Linked DNA regions of Mus musculus: all the other regions are linked to region 1. Evidence: chromatin contacts called from public Hi-C data. All regions are on one chromosome and are shown on one strand. The core of a region is the stretch at or near the end of the contact, and the rest is flanking DNA. Distances in the headings are between cores, read along the strand shown. Region 1 overlaps Hivep3 (human immunodeficiency virus type I enhancer binding protein 3). Region 2 overlaps Gm36574 (a long non-coding RNA gene). Region 3 overlaps Hivep3 (human immunodeficiency virus type I enhancer binding protein 3).

Region 1 (2,779 bases), core at 124-2,623:
CCTTCCAGTCTCTTAGGTTACAAAGCTTGGAGCCATCCCTGGCCCTTTCCCTCCCCTCCTCTGCCCTCTATGATGTAGCAGGACCATCTATGGGCTCAGTCTCTGAAAGCATCTGGAATCAGACCACTTCTCACCTGAACTGTGCTCATGTGTCTGGCCTAGATCACATCCCTACACCCCTGCTGGAGTTCTCCGCACACAGGCAGAGGACATATGTATCACTCCCATTATACTCAAGGATAGAGGATAGAGGTCAGCCAAGGCCCCCTGTCTTTCATGGTCCTTCATGGTCCCATGTCTGGGCTTATGTTACAGGGCCCTCGCCAGGACACCATCTATAGTAGCCTGGCATGCATTTTGACAACATGGGGGCCTCACATTATAATTTGTGAAGACAGTGCTTTGAGTGGATTGTTGTAAACATTGGTTTATTCAGTGTTAAAAGAAACATGATCTAACTCTTGTTAGATTGCTTCACAAACAGAAAATAAAAACCACAGCTTTCTCCTTTCTTCTCTGCCCCCCACCCCCCTGACCCACTCCCTTCTTCGTCTTGTCACACTAAGCCCTGACCCTGACTCCTGAGAATCTACAGCTAAGGTTTGTCATTCTATCTGCCGCAGCCCCTCTGGCCTCCCTCCTTACCCGTGTCCCCTGCCTTGTCTGCTATCAGTCTGCCTCTAGCTTGTTTCTGATGCTGGAGGACCATAGTCAGGTTGTAGTGATGTGTCAGGGCCGAGAAGGGATGGACCTACCCGATCTAGCTTTGCCTTTCTCAGTGACACTCGCAGTCCCACAGACCACATTGCAGGTTCCTATCAGAAGAGACTTCTAGTTAAGTGCCTGAAGATCTATCCAGGTCCCACTAAGACAACTCAAGGCACGTGTTTAGACTGTGCTTGGCACACACTGGGTGCGCCGAGTTCCCGTTGGGGCTGGCTTTCTGCTGGAACACTAGGTTATACTGAACTGCACAGTGACTGGCTCTGTGGCACTGGGGAGCATTTTATGAATTTAACATTTGCTGCTTCCCAGTTGTTCAGCAAACTAGAAGGGAGGACATAGAAGGGAAAGATGGTGGGAGGGAGAGAGAGGAAGGGGAACAGTAGTAGAAATGAGGGTGTCTGGAAAGGGGGAAGGTCAGGGGTAAGGGGGAGGGATGTGAAGTGGAGAGGGAGTTAGGGAAAGAGGAGGTTGGTACAGTACCTTCTTCGGCTTCCAGCTCCTCCAGCACCCCCGTCTCTTGGCACTTTTTGCTGTGGGCTTTCGACTTCATGTGCTTAGTCAGATTCCCTGGAAAGAAATGAGAACAGACTCATGGCCTGGTGGTAGGGGGAGGGCAATACACAGCTGCCAGGCCACAGCTCCTTACACAAGTGCCGAGGGCTGGGCAGGGGCCAAGGCCTCCTGTGCTCCAGCATGCAGCCAGACTATGCAACTGTAACTGCTACAGAAGGTCAAACACAGGAGCTGGGGCAGGGAGGGCATGCAGCTGGGGGGGAGGGGGCAGGGTACAGTGAGAACCAGAGATGCTGGTTAAAACACAGAGAAGTTGAAAGACCACTCAGGTGCATTTTTTTTCTTCTGCTTCTGTCTTATGTTTGGGCCCCGGGGCTGGTGGCACACTCAGATAAGATGATTTGCAATCTTAAATGCTGGAGTGACATGGGATTCTCATGACTAATACAGTAGCTGCGGGCTGAGAAGTTCTTCTGACCGAGTATACTACAATCAGGCCAATCCTTAGGGTCTAAGCAGAGAAAGCAGGGCATGGTTCCTTGCAGGAGCAGTGAGGTGAGCAGCAAGGGACATGAGCCCCACAGGCTCTGGGACGCAGGCTGGGACTGTCTTAGGGACAGCCCCCTCTCTGGGGCACAGTGCAGACAGAGGACTAGAGTGCTATGGGAATGGGTTGTCCAAGGCTCTGTGAAGCCCTGAGGTACTGCCCCAAGTTGTAGGCCTGGCCCCATAGGCTGGGGAACTGGAGCGATAGCTTCTGAGGCCAGGGTAACAACAACAGCAACAGTGATGTCAGGTTCTCCATGGTGCACACCTGTGACAGGCTGCAGGGTGAGGAGCTCTGTGGACAGCAGGTTCAGGGAGGAGAGGCTAAGCTCCCTGTCCTGTCCCCAGAGAACACAGACAGACGTCACAGGAAGTTCCTTTGGGTTGTGCTCTGAGGACTGTTGTATTTCCACATGGCTGATCCTATAACATGTCTGAAGCTCCCGGGGTCAGGTACGCTGTCCCATGAGCCTTAAATTGTTGAGTCTGAATGGATGGACGGAAGGAGGTAGAATGGAAAGATGGAGTCTCTGGGAACGAGTGCACAGGGGGACGAGGTATGGCGAATGGAGGAACATGGAGAGAAAGATAGAAGCATGAGGACAGATGGACACTGGAGGAGAAGCCGATGGCAGGCAGGCAGACAGAGGAGGCAAGGTCCACGGGGAAAAATAAACAGGGGAACTGGTGGAAGTTGGCCTGTAAGCAGATGGAAAGATGGGCGGCTACATGATCGGAGGATGGATGTCCACACGTGGGAATGTATGGGAGGCCAGTCCAGAGGGGAAAAGGAGAATGGGCAGACAGATAGAGCCGGGGGTGGGGACAAGAAAACCTGTGTGTGTGTGTGTGTGTGTGTGTGTGTGTGTGTGTGTGTGTGTGTGTGCGTGGGGGGGGGGCGCATGAACAGGGACACTGTTAGATGAGTAGACAGGAGACAGAGCTAATGGGAAGAGAGATGGACAGACAGATGAACATAGCCTAACCAAGGGTG
Region 2 (2,779 bases), core at 104-2,603, 240 kb before region 1:
GGTGGCCACTTAAGTGCTGTGCTTATGCGAAGAACAATACTTCAGCAGAGTGCTTTGGCGTAAGTGCTTCCAGGTCCCCCACTCCACAGAAGCTGCAGCGTGGGAAGGAGATGGCTCTGCAGCGGCTGAGCCTACAGACTGGGCTCTTAGCAATACCCGGACCAGCTGTGGGCCCCCCTCCAGCCCTTGAGCCTGCGGGCGATGCTTCCACTTCATTATCTACAGGGGTGAGGGGCACTGCCATGCCTTCCCTTGTCTCCTAGTGCCCAAGGGACCAGTGAATGCTCAAAGGCAGGGGTTTCTCAAATGAAGCATTTGCATGTTAACTGTTTTCTGAGTTTCCAAGGGCAGTCTGTGGGGTAGGTCAGCGTTCTGTTTTTACTTTCTTTTTAGAATGACTACTTGAATAGTCATCCACACACTTAATGAGAGTTACTCTGTGCTCAGAACTCAGCAACGGGCAGACTGAATGCAGGCAGGACGGAGACAAAAGTACATTCAGAACAATGCTAAGGCTGAGAAAGCCGGGCAGGTGCTGAGCTTCAGGTAGGGAAGACCTCTCTCCAGAAGGTGACATTTAATTAAAACCCTGAAGGCAATCGGAGGGAGGGTTGCACAGAAGGTACTGCAGGCAGAGGCCAAAGCAAAAACTACCCCTAGGGTCCAGAAGAGTGGTGAGGTGGCCGGTAGCAGTTGGGGGTATAGATGAGGGACAGTGGGTGGGAAGGGAGGATGGGGGTGGGAAAGATAAAGGTCAGGGAGGGGAGAGGAGGGAAGGGGAGGGAGGGAGGCAAGAACTTTGGCTCTTGTCCTAGACTGGTGGGGGAGGGGCAGATGGCCCCAGTGGTTGCTTGAAAGTGAGTCACATGCTTGCTTTCAAATTTTATTCAGAACACAGAAGGAAGTTGATCCCACTTTGCTACTTTTCTGGAACTTTCTCCTGGTCAGCAACTGGAGTCACACAGCCAAGTCCTTGATGAAGCCAGGCCCTGGTTTGTCCCCTGCGGTTTCCATCAGGCCTTTCCCACCCACAGCTTACTCCAGTCCACTCCAAATCTTCATGGAAACAAGCAGAGAACATTTCCCAGTGATTTAAAAGGACTTCTGTGCCACCAAAGAGTATCGTTTACTCTTACTTTAATGGGTGAATGTCCCTCTACCCAGATGTCCTTGGAACACGGAGACAAAAAGAAGAGCTTGCTAGATCAGAAGGCCTGAGATCTGGTCTGGATTATGTCGTGTTGTTGCTGTCTGATTTTCCACTTTCCCCGTTTTGAATTTTCTTAACTGCCCAGAAGTCAGATGGAGCCAACCCTGCCTGCTACTTCCTTCCTTGTACCTTCATGCTACAGTGGAAGCCAAGGGCCCCTAGGTGGCGCACCTTCCTAGGCTCAGTCTCCCATGAGCAACTGCTAAAGGAGGCTAGAAGATTTGGGGGAAATGGAGGGGCAAAGATGATCCAGAGAGTGGATCTAATGGGAGACTGAGGCAAAAACCCTAAGCTAGAGACCCTTTCTGCACCTGCCCTGGGCCCTGAGGGAGTTGGTGGCACAGAGCACCTCTGTCACTATGGCTATCAGGTTCTGCTGTGGGCTATAGCCCTTACAGGCAAGGTGAATGTCTTGGGATAGATATGAGACAGTACTTATTCTCGCTCATAGATGAAGATGCTGAAGACAGATGTGCTTGCCTGGTCACCTGGGGAGCCAAAGACACAGTGGCTGTCTAGCTGGCCTCTGCTGAGGAAGGGCTCCATAGCAGGGAGGGCCTTGAGCTCAAAGTGTGGGGTAGCATCCCTTGATTTGTCCATTTCTCTTAGCTGGCAGCCTTCCCTCCACCCTACATCTCTTCTTAGGCTTACTCTCTTTCCTTCACAGCTGTAGCTATTCTCAGGAAATCCTAGGAGAGGAGTTGTTAGCTCCTCTTAGGCAGAGCTGTGTCTCAGGGCAGTTTTAGGACACGGGGTGAGGGTCAGGAGACTTTGGGTGGTGCTTGCTCCCTCTGGCTTTCTTCTCCTTATAGATAAGGGAGAGTGCGGAAGGAGGGAGTTGGGCTAGATACTGCCAAGGTCACTGTCTAGTTTGAACCTTCTGAGTTGTCCTTGAAACTCCCCTATGTCCATCAGCAAGCAGCAGAAGGCAGGCAGGGCTCTGCTTCACTCACTTAAGAGGGATGGGGGTGTGGAATAGGTGCTGTGTCATCCTGTTTATGACATCTGGCTTGGCACAGATGACAGGCTGCCGCAGAAGCCAGAGTCCTCCTCTCTGAACTTCCACAATGACCACCTATTTAGGGAGATGCAAACCTACCTCTGCAGAGGAAGCCATGTAAGGCTTGCATGGGCCAACAGGAAAGAAGCCCTCCCCTCTGTGTCCCTGCAGGTGTCCCTCTTTGGTTCCATTGCTAACCCTCTGACCCTCTGACCTTGGGATTCTTCCAAAATCAAACCCTAAGGAAGGAAACAGTTGCCACTGAAGAAATTCAGAGAACAGTGCTAGAGGAAAAAGATGTGAGGGGAAAGGAAAGAGTAGCCGCTTCTCTTCAGTCAGCCATGTGCTAGCTACTCTACTGTCCTCTCTGTAGAGTAACTCATAGCTTGCTGTCAACCACAGATGAACTTCTGTGCTCTCTGAAGATGAGTCTCAGAGGACCACATTGTGCAACTGTGAGTGTTCCATAGACCACTCTTGTCCCTGTAGAACACAAGAGCCAGGGAGGCATAACAGGGCGTGGGCCAAGATAGCTAACTGATTGTGGCAACTCACTCTTCACAGATTCT
Region 3 (2,779 bases), core at 112-2,611, 230 kb after region 1:
GGGAATGGCAAGATGCCAGGAGGAGATAAGAAATAAAAGTTGAGAGGTAAAAATAAAGAAATAAGTGAGTCTTTTGCAGGGGGAGCTAAAAGAAGGTCAAATTCATGCAGTAGAAGCCACTGTACCCACAGAGATGGATCCTTGTCAGACACCTAAGTTAGAGCTAGAAATGCTGCTTAATTTAAGGACAAACATGCAGAGGCCCAGAGAAACCCCTAAGTGCGTACATTATAGAGAAACCCCTAAGTGCGTACATTATAGAGAAACCCCTAAGTGCATACATTATAGAGAAACCCCTAAGTGCATACAATGCCATGGCCATTGGCCATTCTAAAAAGCTGTTTTATGTTAGCATGAAGAACCCCAAGGTCCTATTTCACAGAACAAAGCAAGCCCAGTCACTCAAATGTTTATTGCTTAGAATAAGCAGTTCACACGTCCAGGGGACTGCCCAGTCCCTCCTAGGGGTGGGAGCCAGAGGCACTCCTTCCCTTTGTACCAGTCCTTCGCCCACAAAGGAGCACCAAGGTCAAATTCTGCAAAGACTGAAAATGGGCAGGTGTTTCACAGAAAGCCACAGACTGGAAATCAAGCCAGCGTGAGGCTGTCTGAGGAGACATCTGAATTCCGACTAGCCAGCAGCCTCCTTACGCTCCTCTGTAACAAGTGGATCAAATCTGCATTGTGTTCCCATCTGGTCACCTTATTTTCAGAGTGGTGGTGACAAGTTTGTCCAGGAAAGGAAATTAGCAAGTATCAAGCCCAGACTGATGAGCAGGCTGTGGGGAGGGGACTTCAGATCGGCCATTTGCTTGAGAATCCAGCAGTCTAATAGCTCCCCACTCGCAGAATGAGAACACTCTTCCCTTGGAGACACACTCTGAAGACAGATGAGCACGGCTGTGGCGGCTCTCTGCTCCCCAGATACAGCCTGTGGGAGGATGCAGGGGCTCAGTGGCCCTAGAGTCACTCAGAGTAGAGCGGTTTCCTGGCCCTGGGTGAACTTAATCATGGTCACAAATACGCTGAGGCCTGTGAGAGTCTTGGAGCAGCTGTCTCCCGGCTCTGAGCCAAACCTCTCACTTTAGAGATGAGGACAGGCATTGAGGCTCTGGGTTTTTATGCCTGGTATAAGAAGCTTTGGATTTAGTAATCCAAACCCTAATATAGAACTCTTTCCGCCTGGCCAATATGGGGGACCACTCTTCGTCAAACATGGCTTGTCTTCCTGGTGCCGTGGAAGCATTTCTGGCAAGGCAGCTGGAAAACTGTGACTCATTACCTTCCAGGCCATCTCCACCAGCTGCTCCTCTTCTCAAACACACTGAACAAGACGCAGAGGCACAGAGGAGGCCGAAGAGCCCATGTGCTCTCTCCCAGTCAGCAGCAGGGAGTGAGCTGTTACTTCTCTCCCCAGGAGTCTGGTGAATAGAGGCTGCCGTGGAAACCTCCTCTTGGCTGCCGTCAGTACAACCACCCTTCAGCATCCATAGGAGATTTGTTCCAGGGTTCCTACACCACCACAGGAGAAGTCTCAAGTCCCATATATAACATGGTACAGTACTTGCATATAACCTATGTACCTTTCCACAGTATACTCTAAATAATCTCTAAATTAGTATGCAACACAATATTATGTAGTCACTCACTACATATTACACATGCAACTATATATGTGTGTGCATATATGTGTGTGTGTGTGCATGTGTATGCCTATGTGTGCTTGTATATGTCTATGTGTATGCATATATATGTGTGCATGTATATGTCTATGTGTATGCATATATATGTGTGTATACATATATATGTATATGTATACATACACATATACATATATATGATGTATATGTATATGACCTGGCTAAGGAATAATGACTAGAGAAAAGACATCATATTCAATCCAGATACCTCACAATAGTTTTAAAAATATTTTAGATCTGCAGATGGTTGAAACAATAGATAGAGAACCTAAAGGTGTAGACAGCAAAAGATATGTTTTTAAAAATCAAAGCAGACACTGAAACTTATAGAGGAGAAAGTAGGGAAAAGCCTCGAAGATATGGGTACAGGGGAAAAGTTCCTGAATAGAACAGCAATGGCTTGTGCAGAAAGATCAAGAATCGATAAATGGGACCTCATAAAGTTGCAAAGCTTCTGCAAGGCAAAAGACACCGTCAATAAGACAAAAAGACCACCAACAGATTGGGAAAGGATCTTTACCTATCCTAAATCAGATAGGGGACTAATATCCAATATATATAAAGAACTCAAGAAGGTGGGCTCCAGAAAATCAAATAACCCCATTAAAAAATGGGGCTCAGAGCTGAACAAAGAATTCTCACCTGAGGAATACCGAATGGCAGAGAAGCACCTGAAAAAATGTTCAACATCCTTAATCATCAGGGAAATGCAAATCAAAACAACCCCGAGATTCCACCTCAGACCAGTCAGAATGGCTAAGATCAAAAATTCAGGTGACAGCAGATGCTGGCGAGGATGTGGAGAAAGAGGAACACTCCTCCATTGTTGGTGAGATTGCAAGCTTGTACAACCACTCTGGAAATCAGTCTGGCGGTTCCTCAGAAAATTGGACATAGTACTACCAGAGGATCCCGCAATACCTCTCCTGGGCATATATCTAGAAGATGTCCCAACTGGTAAGAAGGACACATGCTCTACTGTGTTCATAGCAGCCTCATTTATAATAGCCAGAAGCTGAAGAGAACCCAGATGCCCCTCAACAGAGGAATGGATACAAAAAATGTGGTACATTTACACA

The links. A called contact is a pair of places that touch in the nucleus more often than the background predicts.
Region 2: a Hi-C map of muscle stem cells shows a contact between it and region 1, with 2.3 times the contacts expected there. The contact joins two enhancer-like sites. A contact is called at or near these places in 1 of 15 datasets of contacts at CTCF or cohesin (pro-B cells), 37 of 484 Hi-C or Micro-C datasets (the 3T3-L1 cell line, the AML12 cell line, the Ba/F3 cell line and 24 more) and 1 of 9 other capture datasets (embryonic stem cells).
Region 3: a Hi-C map of cerebral cortex shows a contact between it and region 1, with 2.9 times the contacts expected there. The contact joins two enhancer-like sites. A contact is called at or near these places in 1 of 39 promoter capture datasets (pre-B cells), 7 of 15 datasets of contacts at CTCF or cohesin (CD8 T cells, the NIH/3T3 cell line, embryonic stem cells and 2 more), 83 of 484 Hi-C or Micro-C datasets (3T3-L1-derived adipocytes, B cells, the BV-2 cell line and 45 more) and 10 of 115 datasets of contacts at active chromatin or transcription factors (the 230-238 cell line, CD8 T cells, bone marrow-derived macrophages and 5 more).

What each region holds. Positions count from the first base shown.
Region 1 is chr4:120,126,790-120,129,568 of GRCm38.p6, reverse strand. Hivep3 (human immunodeficiency virus type I enhancer binding protein 3) reads right to left here. Exons shown (of 9, transcript NM_010657.3): 7 at 1,207-1,293. Among named protein-coding and RNA genes, the nearest start is that of Edn2, 33 kb to the left of the region's middle. Within about 2 kb of position 1,373, at least 50 of the 459 cell types and tissues checked have an H3K27ac peak or open chromatin away from gene starts, as enhancers often do. A contact at or near this core is called in the C2C12 cell line, cerebral cortex, cortical neurons and 4 more, where this site is marked.
Region 2 is chr4:120,367,450-120,370,228 of GRCm38.p6, reverse strand. All of the region lies in intron 3 of Gm36574 (a long non-coding RNA gene), which reads left to right. Among named protein-coding and RNA genes, the nearest start is that of Gm36574, 28 kb to the left of the region's middle. Within about 2 kb of position 1,353, at least 72 of the 459 cell types and tissues checked have an H3K27ac peak or open chromatin away from gene starts, as enhancers often do. A contact at or near this core is called in the C2C12 cell line, cerebral cortex, cortical neurons and 3 more, where this site is marked.
Region 3 is chr4:119,900,208-119,902,986 of GRCm38.p6, reverse strand. All of the region lies in intron 1 of Hivep3 (human immunodeficiency virus type I enhancer binding protein 3), which reads right to left. Among named protein-coding and RNA genes, the nearest start is that of Hivep3, 87 kb to the right of the region's middle. Within about 2 kb of position 1,361, at least 48 of the 459 cell types and tissues checked have an H3K27ac peak or open chromatin away from gene starts, as enhancers often do. A contact at or near this core is called in cerebral cortex, cortical neurons, muscle stem cells and 1 more, where this site is marked.